Regions from separate parts of the Mus musculus genome. Here region 2 is linked to region 1. A link is a contact called in public HiChIP or PLAC-seq data. All regions are on one chromosome and are shown on one strand. Each heading gives the region's core, a stretch centred on a gene start, on an enhancer-like site or on the middle of the called end of the contact. The rest is flanking DNA. Distances are from core to core; before and after follow the strand shown.

Region 1 (4,323 bases), core at 674-3,173:
TAGTGCCTGAGAGTCAGAGACAGGAGGATCAAAAGATTGTGACCAGCCTAGTAGATGTAAGGAGACCACCTCCAGCCCCTCCACCTTAAAAAACAAGATAAAATAAAAGTTTGTGTGTGTTAAGAAATGCATACCACAGTAGTATGTTAGTGAGGCCAGGTGATAGACGTTTAGAGACTTGCTTTCTCCTGCATGACATTAGAAGAGAAAGTGATTGCATGATACAGGTACAAATTCAAGATTCTGAACAACTGTTGATTGAAGGTGCTATCTGTATGGCCAAGGCAACTGCCAAGTGTACTTGCAAACAAAGCTCACCCTGCCCTGAAGTACATGTAGTGCTGCTCATGGCTGGCTGCTCTGCAAAAGAAATAGCAAACAGAAGACCCAAGAGAAGCACATACAGAGGTTCTAAAAGATAATAAAAAAAAAGAAAAAACAAAAATGAATGACTTTTTCAACATGTAGTCCTAGGCACTGTCTCTCTGTTCCAGGAGGACAAGCCTGTTTGGGTAGACACCACTCTGGAACTCTCTAGGTTGTCCAGCAGAAAGTGGAAGAGATGAGCTGTAATTCTAGGTTGGGGTTCTGAGAGCAGAAAGAACCAGAGCTGGGGGCCATGCTGTGGAGACTGATGGGAAATCTCAGGAAGGTGACATCCCACAAAGGCGTGCTGAGTCGAGCAGGCTTTGCCCTGTCTGAGGCCTGGTTCAATCCTGGATCAAGAGATTCCTCAACTCCTGTGAGTGGATCTCTGCCAGTGGCCTCTAGAAAATATCATTTCAGGAGTCACCCTAGAAAAGGAAACAGAAGTGCAGAGGTCAGCCGGAAGGTTGGCATTGCAGACCCAATGCTGGAGAAGTGAGCACGCGCAGAGGAAGATACTGGTTCCATATTTTACCAGGCTTGTGGGCGAGCTCTATAACCTTGAGGGCTTGTCTTCATCTGTGCAGTGTTGAGGCTGACATCGCCACTGCATACCTCATCTGACTGACAGGAAGGAAAAAAAAAAGTGATGCAGCAGATGCTCTGCTCTGTGCCTACTGTATCAACCAATGCTGGCTCTTCTTCTTTTCTTCCTCATAGATGATTTGGATTCTCTCTGTCACACTGGGCTGTGTGATGCGTGTGTTGCTATGTGCGTGTCTTCACTGTATGTGACTAACATTCCAGCCGTTCACAGCCTTACATGAATTAACCATTGGGAAAACAGTGGTCTCCCTCAAGTCCTCACCTGAAGCCCCAGCTGAGAGTAGCTTTCGTTTCTTTAACCTATGGATCCGAACCTGGCACAGGTAGCACTCTTGTCAACCGACCTGGAGTTTGCCAAAGCTATGTATCCCAACAGGATCGTCAGTGGAAGCTTGCAGTCTCACTGTGGGCTGTGCTGCTAACGGGGCCTCTGTCTAGCTTAGCTCCTTGAGGGGTGAACCCCGTGATAAGGGGAAGTCACCCTGGAACACATTGATGCTGGATTCCCTTAGAGAACTTCCTAGGTCCTTTCCTGATTGTGTTTTCTCTAGTCAGACACAGGGTGGCGCTCTTCATTAAGTAATCTGCCAGCTGTGTGGGAAGACGTCTCCTGCCAACTCCTGTGACTCCAGGAAAAGGAATTCTTTCCTTTTTCATCTGGCCACAGAGAGGTAGGTCCAAGGTGACAAGAGTGGGAAGTGACCACTGGCGCCTGGCCACTGGGGCTGTGGAGCATTGCGTTCACCTGAAGGCTCGGCCTTCCGTTCATTTAATTCTGTATTGATGAAAGGCATGAACAATCACAGTCTAAAAATCTTGTCCATCTTCATGAGGGAAGATTGGGGTTGTATTGTGTGAATTAATCTCTTGGGGGAAGACATCATCGTGGCCAGTGGTGGTGACAGGAGAATGAGGGAGGGACCAAGGTCACCATTAACCAACCACCAATCACCATACTGCTGATGGGGGAGGGGAACCCTTTGTCTAAAGGGACTGGACTGAGCTTTGCAGAGAAGGAGGGGCGCAGGCTTGCAGTGGAGACTGGCTTCTAACCACCCACTCTCCCCAGCTGCAGGCTGAATTCACACCTTGACACCACAGCCAGTCTGCCAACACTGCTGCCAAAGCATGGCGCCCGCCCGTGTGGGATTGGCTTTTAGGGACTAACAAAGAAAATTCCTTACATCGGATAAAAGGGAGTGTCTGTGGTTTGTTTTATAGCCCTACTAAAACATTTTAATGAAACTAAATCACTGTGGTACCGCCAGAGTTTGGGCTTTAGAGGGCCTGGAACCAGTTTTCCTATGGGCTGTGTCTGAATTGTAGAGTGTCCATGTGAATTGACTGGGGCCAATTAAGATAAGTCTTTGATTGCATCAGAAGTTCTCCAAATGGATGGATACAGGATGTCCCCTTGACACATAATTAATTAATTGAAAATGAAATATGCTCAGTTCAAAAAAGCTACCCATAAAGTGAAGTCCTGTGCCAGCCAATGATTAGAGTTTGGGGATCCTTATAAGCATAGACTTGCCATTATAAATATTAAATGCTACCTTTACAGAAAGCTTACATAGTTTCAAAGCCTTTTGCTCAGGACTTTGAATACCCCCCAAGACAATGTTATTAATTCCATTTAGGAGGACGGTAGAAAACTTAGTTGAGAAAACCTGGAACTCACTCCCCTGTGAAGGAGGCAGGGATGGCTGGTCCTCAGCTGCTTAGTGGTCACTCTCACTGACAGTTCCTCTGAGTCCCAGAAATGCAATCTGTAATCTCAAAACCTTTCCAGCAGCTTGGCAGGGAGACAGAAATAGCCCAGCAAAATGCAAGATCAGCAAGAAAGCACTACAGTCCACAGACTGGGAGTGGAGGGCTGTGATGCTAAGGCCAGTCCTTAGGTTATGAGGTCCAGGAAATCCCAGTCAGAGCAGAGGGTAGGGGCTGCAGGTGATGCAGGGATAGTGGGCACAGGGGCCTCCAATCTCTCTGTTTCACTCTTAATTAACAAGCTTAGGACCTCCCTCATGTCTCAGCATGTAAAATTCTCATAGTATTGAATTTATTTAGATATAAGCCTTTTCCCACAAGCTGTGGCTCCTCACTTCCCACTTAAGACATTATTTTCCATGGTCCCATGCTAACCCATCCTCAGGAGCCTCTATGTTAGTTGCCAGTCTTGTTGGAGTCAAAATCCTGACTATCCATCTGGACCTGGGCAGTTCACACTTTTGGCTCTGTTTTTGTTATTTGCTTGCTTGCTTATTTTTCCTGTATTACCTTAAATGGTAGAAAAGCTAATAGTTTTGTTTTCTTCTTTAGTTGGACCCATCTTGTCCATGTCCTGGATGAGGTTTGGACCTAAGTTAGTGGCTGAGGGGTCTGCTAAATCAATGGAAACATTGCATTGTGTTTATATATTGATCTTCAGCTGCCGTGAGCTGTGTTAGTCAGTGGTGGGAACAGGAGGTGTGAAGCCACACCTTAGGGGTCCTCCACGAGGTGTGATACTCACAGGCTGACAAATGGTGGGAATATTGCTTCCCTTAAGTTCTGGTCATGTCCAGATGGTGCTAAATATCCGGTGCAACACCTCACATCCCTCCACCCCCTTTAAGCTCTGCTGTGCTAAGTCCCGTGCCTGAAGTCCCCAGTGCTTTCAAGTCCTGTGCCTGAATATCCTTGTGTTTTTCCAAGTGAAGTATCTCTAAGACCCAGGACCTGAGATTTCAAAACCATTCAGGAATCTGTTCTTATCATGCTTGTGATATTCTATGTGTCACCCTGAATCAGCCAGTCTACCCCAGTCCTGTGCCATCACACCCAACTTCATGAGTTTTTTATTTTTGGCAAAGGACCCCTTTAAGAGCTGCCAGGAAGAACAGCGTTCATGGCTACCCACAGGCCCAGGGCCGTGCTCCAATGCCAGAACTGTGCAGGCCAGACTTGCTGAGTCTGCAGTTACGGCGTCTGTGCTTTTATCTCTTTTTCCACTGCTTCCCCTTCTCCGTTTTGGAACCTACGGGATAATATGCTCTGGTCCCTTAAGGATGTAGAGGAAGGAACCATTTCCATATCCACTTGACTCAAGTTACCACAGTCAGCTGCTGGCTGAGCAAACTGACCTCAGATGAGTCACAATCTAGCTCACACAAGGTCAAAGTTCAGCCAGACTCTGAAAGTCCATTTGAGAGGTTGATGTCTGTGCTCAAGATGCCAGTGTAAGAAGGGTGGGGGACGGTGCTTGGTTCCAGCAATTCCCAGGACTTAACTCCATTCAGGAGACCACAGTGAGACCATGAGGGCCCAGCCGGGATGGGTGGCCAAGGGACAAGGCAAGAGCTGATAGGG
Region 2 (4,323 bases), core at 544-3,043, 280 kb after region 1:
TCTCTGAACAGAAGTAGAAACTATATTCCCTTCTCTACATGTCATCTATTGTTCTACCTCTAAAAAATTAGCTTAAGGAAATAAATGTGATGTCAGAATATTTTCTTCAAAACAAGTTCACCCTAGCATTATCTGTGAGAGCATTTTAGCATTTCAAATATTTAGTTAATATTAAAGAGGATAAAAGTTATGAAACAAAATCTATTAAATCAATAGACTATTACAAGCCAATGTTTACAAAACAGAGAAAGGTGCCCACGGCTATGTAAATAACAGCAAGATATAAAGTGACACACAATGCATAATTCAAACTCTCTAAAAAGAATAGCCATGTGTACAGGCCAGCACAGGAACATACCCACAGATGGAAACCTTCACTTTTATACTTGTCTCTGCTTCTAAATTGTCCTGAGCAGCTATTGTTTCCGAGTTAGAATAATCAATAAGTTTCGTAGTTAAGTATAAAACTAGGGACAGCTTTCTTCTCACCTTAAGAAGAAACCAAAACTTGAAGGCCCTTCACACTTGCCCTCTGGAACCTAGATCCTTTCGCATGTACCCTTCTGCAATAAGCCTACGGCTTCATGCTCAGAGCACAGCCAGCCATGCAGAAGCCGCCTCTCAACCCAGAGGTGCCTGCAGAGGTGCCTACCGCGGAGCCAGCAGTGTTTTCTGTCAACTACCGCACTTCTCAGAAGGAGCCTTGAAACAGGAAAGATACATTGTTCCTGTTTCACACTTTATAGTTCAAGTCCTAGAAGCAAAACAAACTTCAGAGAATCTCTGAGCTCATGTTGGAAACCATTTAAAACAGTTTAGGGCCAGTGGGATGGCTCAACAAACAAAGGCGCTTACTGCCTTGTTAAAAACCTGAATTCAGACCCCGGAACCACATATAAAAGGAGAGAACTGAGTCACACAAATTGTTCCCTGGCCTCTAAGTGTGAAGCGTGGCACAAGTGCTTCTCTCTCCTCCTTACCCCAAATAAATAAATGTAAAAAATATTTAACTAAAAAACAGCTTTATTTTTTTTTTAATAACATCCATCACTGGACGTGTCCATGTGTTCTCACCCAACACACATCCAGGAAGACCTCAACTGCTCACATACATACACACTAGACACTAGTTCAGCCGCACCCAGACATATGCACACATGAAGACCTATGGCATCCTACCATGTTTGTGGTCCTCCCTACAAACTCTGCACCTGCTGCTACTGAAATAAAGCGTCCCCATAAGAAAGTCCCTAGCAGAGAATCTCTATCCCCAGAAGGCCATCAAGAATTAGAGCCTGCCATTTGTTCAATAGCCTTTCGGGTAGGAATCCGCATTTTAGAAGAACTTCCTCCAGGTGCACACGGTGACATAAACAGGGACATTGAGCTGATGCCCGCCGTAAAACCCTGGAGATAAAAATTGCCAGGGCTTCTGAGCGCCCAGCCTGTGTCGAAAACAGCCGACTCCGTACAATAAGATGATAGATAACATATCAAAACCAGCAAGCAAGGCTTTTAAAACTTCACATTTGGCATTGAGCAGCATCAATTATTTAAACGCAAACTGAACTAACAAAATATTCAACATATGTTCTTTTTAGATTCTGCTAAATCGGATGAGGCCTCCAAAAGCTGATTTAAGGGTCAGTCGTTGAAAGAGAGTGCAGGCATCCGCTGGAAGGGGTCACAGTAAAAGGCAGAGGAGGTGGTCAGCTTAACGCAGCACAGGACACCCAGCTCCCTGAGGAGCAGTGATTAATGCCTACACCTAACCCTGACCTCATCAAACCCTGCTGCCACCATCTGCTGGCTTAATTCCTCTGCAATGCCTGTATCTGCTGCCTCCTCTGACAAAGGGTGGGGGTGGGGAGGAAATGCTCCCGGCTCAGCACCAGCTCGCTGGTTGGCTGGCTGGCCCCAGCAGAAGGCATCTGTTGCTCATGGTCTGGCAGCATCTGCCACTATTTCTCACTTTCCCCACCATGCTGTGAGATACGGTTTCTCCCAAAGGTGGCCTTCCCCTGCACATTGTCAATCCCCGCCATTGTCTGCCCTGCCTGTTCCCACGGTGCTGTCCTCGCCGCCATGCTGCTGAGCTTTGCTGTTTGTCTGTCTGTAATCCAAGATATTATGTGATTGATCCATGCCATTAGCCCTTCCCTATGCACGGGGACATTCAATTAGGCTCACAAGCAGGCGGTTCTGATTGAGCAGGTTTCTATCCCAGGAAGCTTGAGGGCTTGGGACAGTCCACAGGGTGCTGGCACAAACATGTCCAGACAGAAATGGCTTTGGCAGGCCTGCTGTCCCTTCTTGGATTTTCTCTTAAAATGTTACACACAGGATGCATTGGTCTTCTCCGGATTTTGTTGCGGGTATTGAACATTGTAAAAAGTGCGTATGAATACCATTATTCATGTATCTATTTTTCAAACACCTTCTGTTGACAGGATGCAGCTTGACTGATGATGCACTCAGCATCCCAAGCTGTCACCTTCCTGTCTACTCCAGGCACATCCACTGCTTCTGGGGACTTTCAGGGCTGGCGTCTGTCCTTCCTCCCAAAGCTATTTCTAATTCTAATGCTATCTTTAGTCACATAGTGAACTGAGAAGGAAGGATTAAGGGCATTGGGTTCTCCTGTTCTGGCCTCTGAGTTCAGGGAAGCCTCACACCTGGGTGCCACCCTCCCTGTGGGGTGGGGAGGTTTTGAACCCCTAAAAGCCTCAGAGAACATAAAGAAGAAGCTGTCGTTGCCCAGATATTCTGTGTTTTACACATGCATGCCATGCTTCAAGGCTCTAAAACTACCCACACATTCAAAACAAATGCCGGCTCGCACCTCATAGTAGCCTGGGTCATTTAACTGGGTGTCCCTGTTTCTGCTGCCTTGTGAGCAAAAGATTCTTACAGGTCTGTGGGGCAGATACAGATTAGGAGTCTGCTGATGCTTCAGGCCTTTACTTCTCTGCAGAATTAGGGTTAGATTTAGGTTTACAGTTAATGTGGTGGTTTGGAAAGGTTTGGTCCCCATTGATTCATGTGTTTAGATACTTGGCCATAGAGAATGGCACTATTAGGAAGTGTGGCCTTATTGTAGGAAGTGTGCCCTTGTTTCTGTGTGGGTGAGCTTCAAGGCCTATTATGCTCAAGCTCCTCCTAGTGTGGACTCAGTCTCCTCCTGGCTGTCTTCGAATCAAGATACAGAACTCTTGGCTCCTCCAGCACCATGTCTGCCTGCATGCTTCCATGCTTCCTGCCATGATGATAATGGACTGTAAGCCAGGCACAAATAAATGTTGTCCTTTATATGAGTTGCCTTGGCCATGGTGTCTCTTCACAGCAGTAAAACCATATCTAAGACAGTTAGCATGCCCAACCCTCTACACCCAGGACGTATACTGATACCTACTTCAACAGTATCCCTACTGAACTCAATTCATGGTATCATACAATGAAGTAGAGCTGAGATGTCACTCAGAGGAAAGCTGTTCATAGCAGTCAAGGCACAAGCATGCTACATCACGAAGCAGGAGGCATGTGCAATGTGACCTTTTACAGAAGGGACCTTCCTCTTCCTGTTCCCCTCTGAGTGTCACCCAGTTCTCGGTAGATCCCTGGAAGCAGAAATCTTGCTCTTCATAACTGCCAGGAATACTATAAAAACCCACCAATAAAAATTCCTTAAACCCAAAGCCTTCAACAATCTCTTGGTAAGTACTAGGAAGCATCCAGGCATGTGGGTACCTGGAAAAGGGTTGGCATGAGTAATGGATGGATGAGTAATGGATGGATTCAAGAAGCATGTGCACACTCCACAGGAGCAGAGATACAAAGGAACCCGTGTTGGTCAGCAGGTTTGTCCTAGAGTTCTCATGTGGGACACTGTAAAACTATGTCATTAAGAAAGTATAGGGTAAGCCTGGAAGGCCACACTTCTGAGGCTGTTAGCTGATCCCTCCACATTTACCTGCTGGAAACAGGATGGGTACAATCTAGCCTTGCTAGCACCAGGACTCCTTTCATCATAGGTTGCACAAATCTCCCTCATCGATAACCCTCACCCTCAGAGAGAGGCCAAGGAAGGATCAGCGGGACTCCAGGCACATACACATACTATATTAGCCATCAAAATCCCTGAAACAAGTACAGGTGGTGTCACTTTAGGGGCAGCGACCTGATAACAAGGGCCACTCAGATATCTCTTGGGCTATGGAAAGAAGCAATAGTAGGGCTAAGGAGTGAGCCTCCCTATAAGGGACAAGATAGTTGGACATAAAGTGGACACAGGGTGGACTGTGCCTACAGAACATTGTCTTCCTG

The links. HiChIP or PLAC-seq counts read pairs in DNA pulled down with a chosen protein or histone mark.
Region 2: a contact with region 1 is called in an H3K4me3 HiChIP or PLAC-seq map of embryonic forebrain, with 6 times the contacts expected there. The contact joins two enhancer-like sites. A contact is called at or near these places in 1 of 15 datasets of contacts at CTCF or cohesin (the NIH/3T3 cell line), 3 of 484 Hi-C or Micro-C datasets (the N1E-115 cell line, bone marrow-derived macrophages and embryonic fibroblasts), 7 of 115 datasets of contacts at active chromatin or transcription factors (cardiomyocytes, embryonic basal ganglia, embryonic forebrain and 4 more) and 3 of 9 other capture datasets (adipose tissue, embryonic stem cells and liver).

Annotation. Positions count from the first base shown.
Region 1 is chr17:15,064,303-15,068,625 of GRCm38.p6, forward strand. It overlaps a transcript of Ermard not described here. Among named protein-coding and RNA genes, the nearest start is that of Gm35343, 10 kb to the left of the region's middle. Within about 2 kb of position 1,924, at least 88 of the 459 cell types and tissues checked have an H3K27ac peak or open chromatin away from gene starts, as enhancers often do. A contact at or near this core is called in the N1E-115 cell line and embryonic forebrain, where this site is marked.
Region 2 is chr17:15,341,413-15,345,735 of GRCm38.p6, forward strand. No RefSeq gene overlaps it. Among named protein-coding and RNA genes, the nearest start is that of Gm10510, 11 kb to the right of the region's middle. Within about 2 kb of position 1,794, at least 49 of the 459 cell types and tissues checked have an H3K27ac peak or open chromatin away from gene starts, as enhancers often do. A contact at or near this core is called in the N1E-115 cell line and embryonic forebrain, where this site is marked.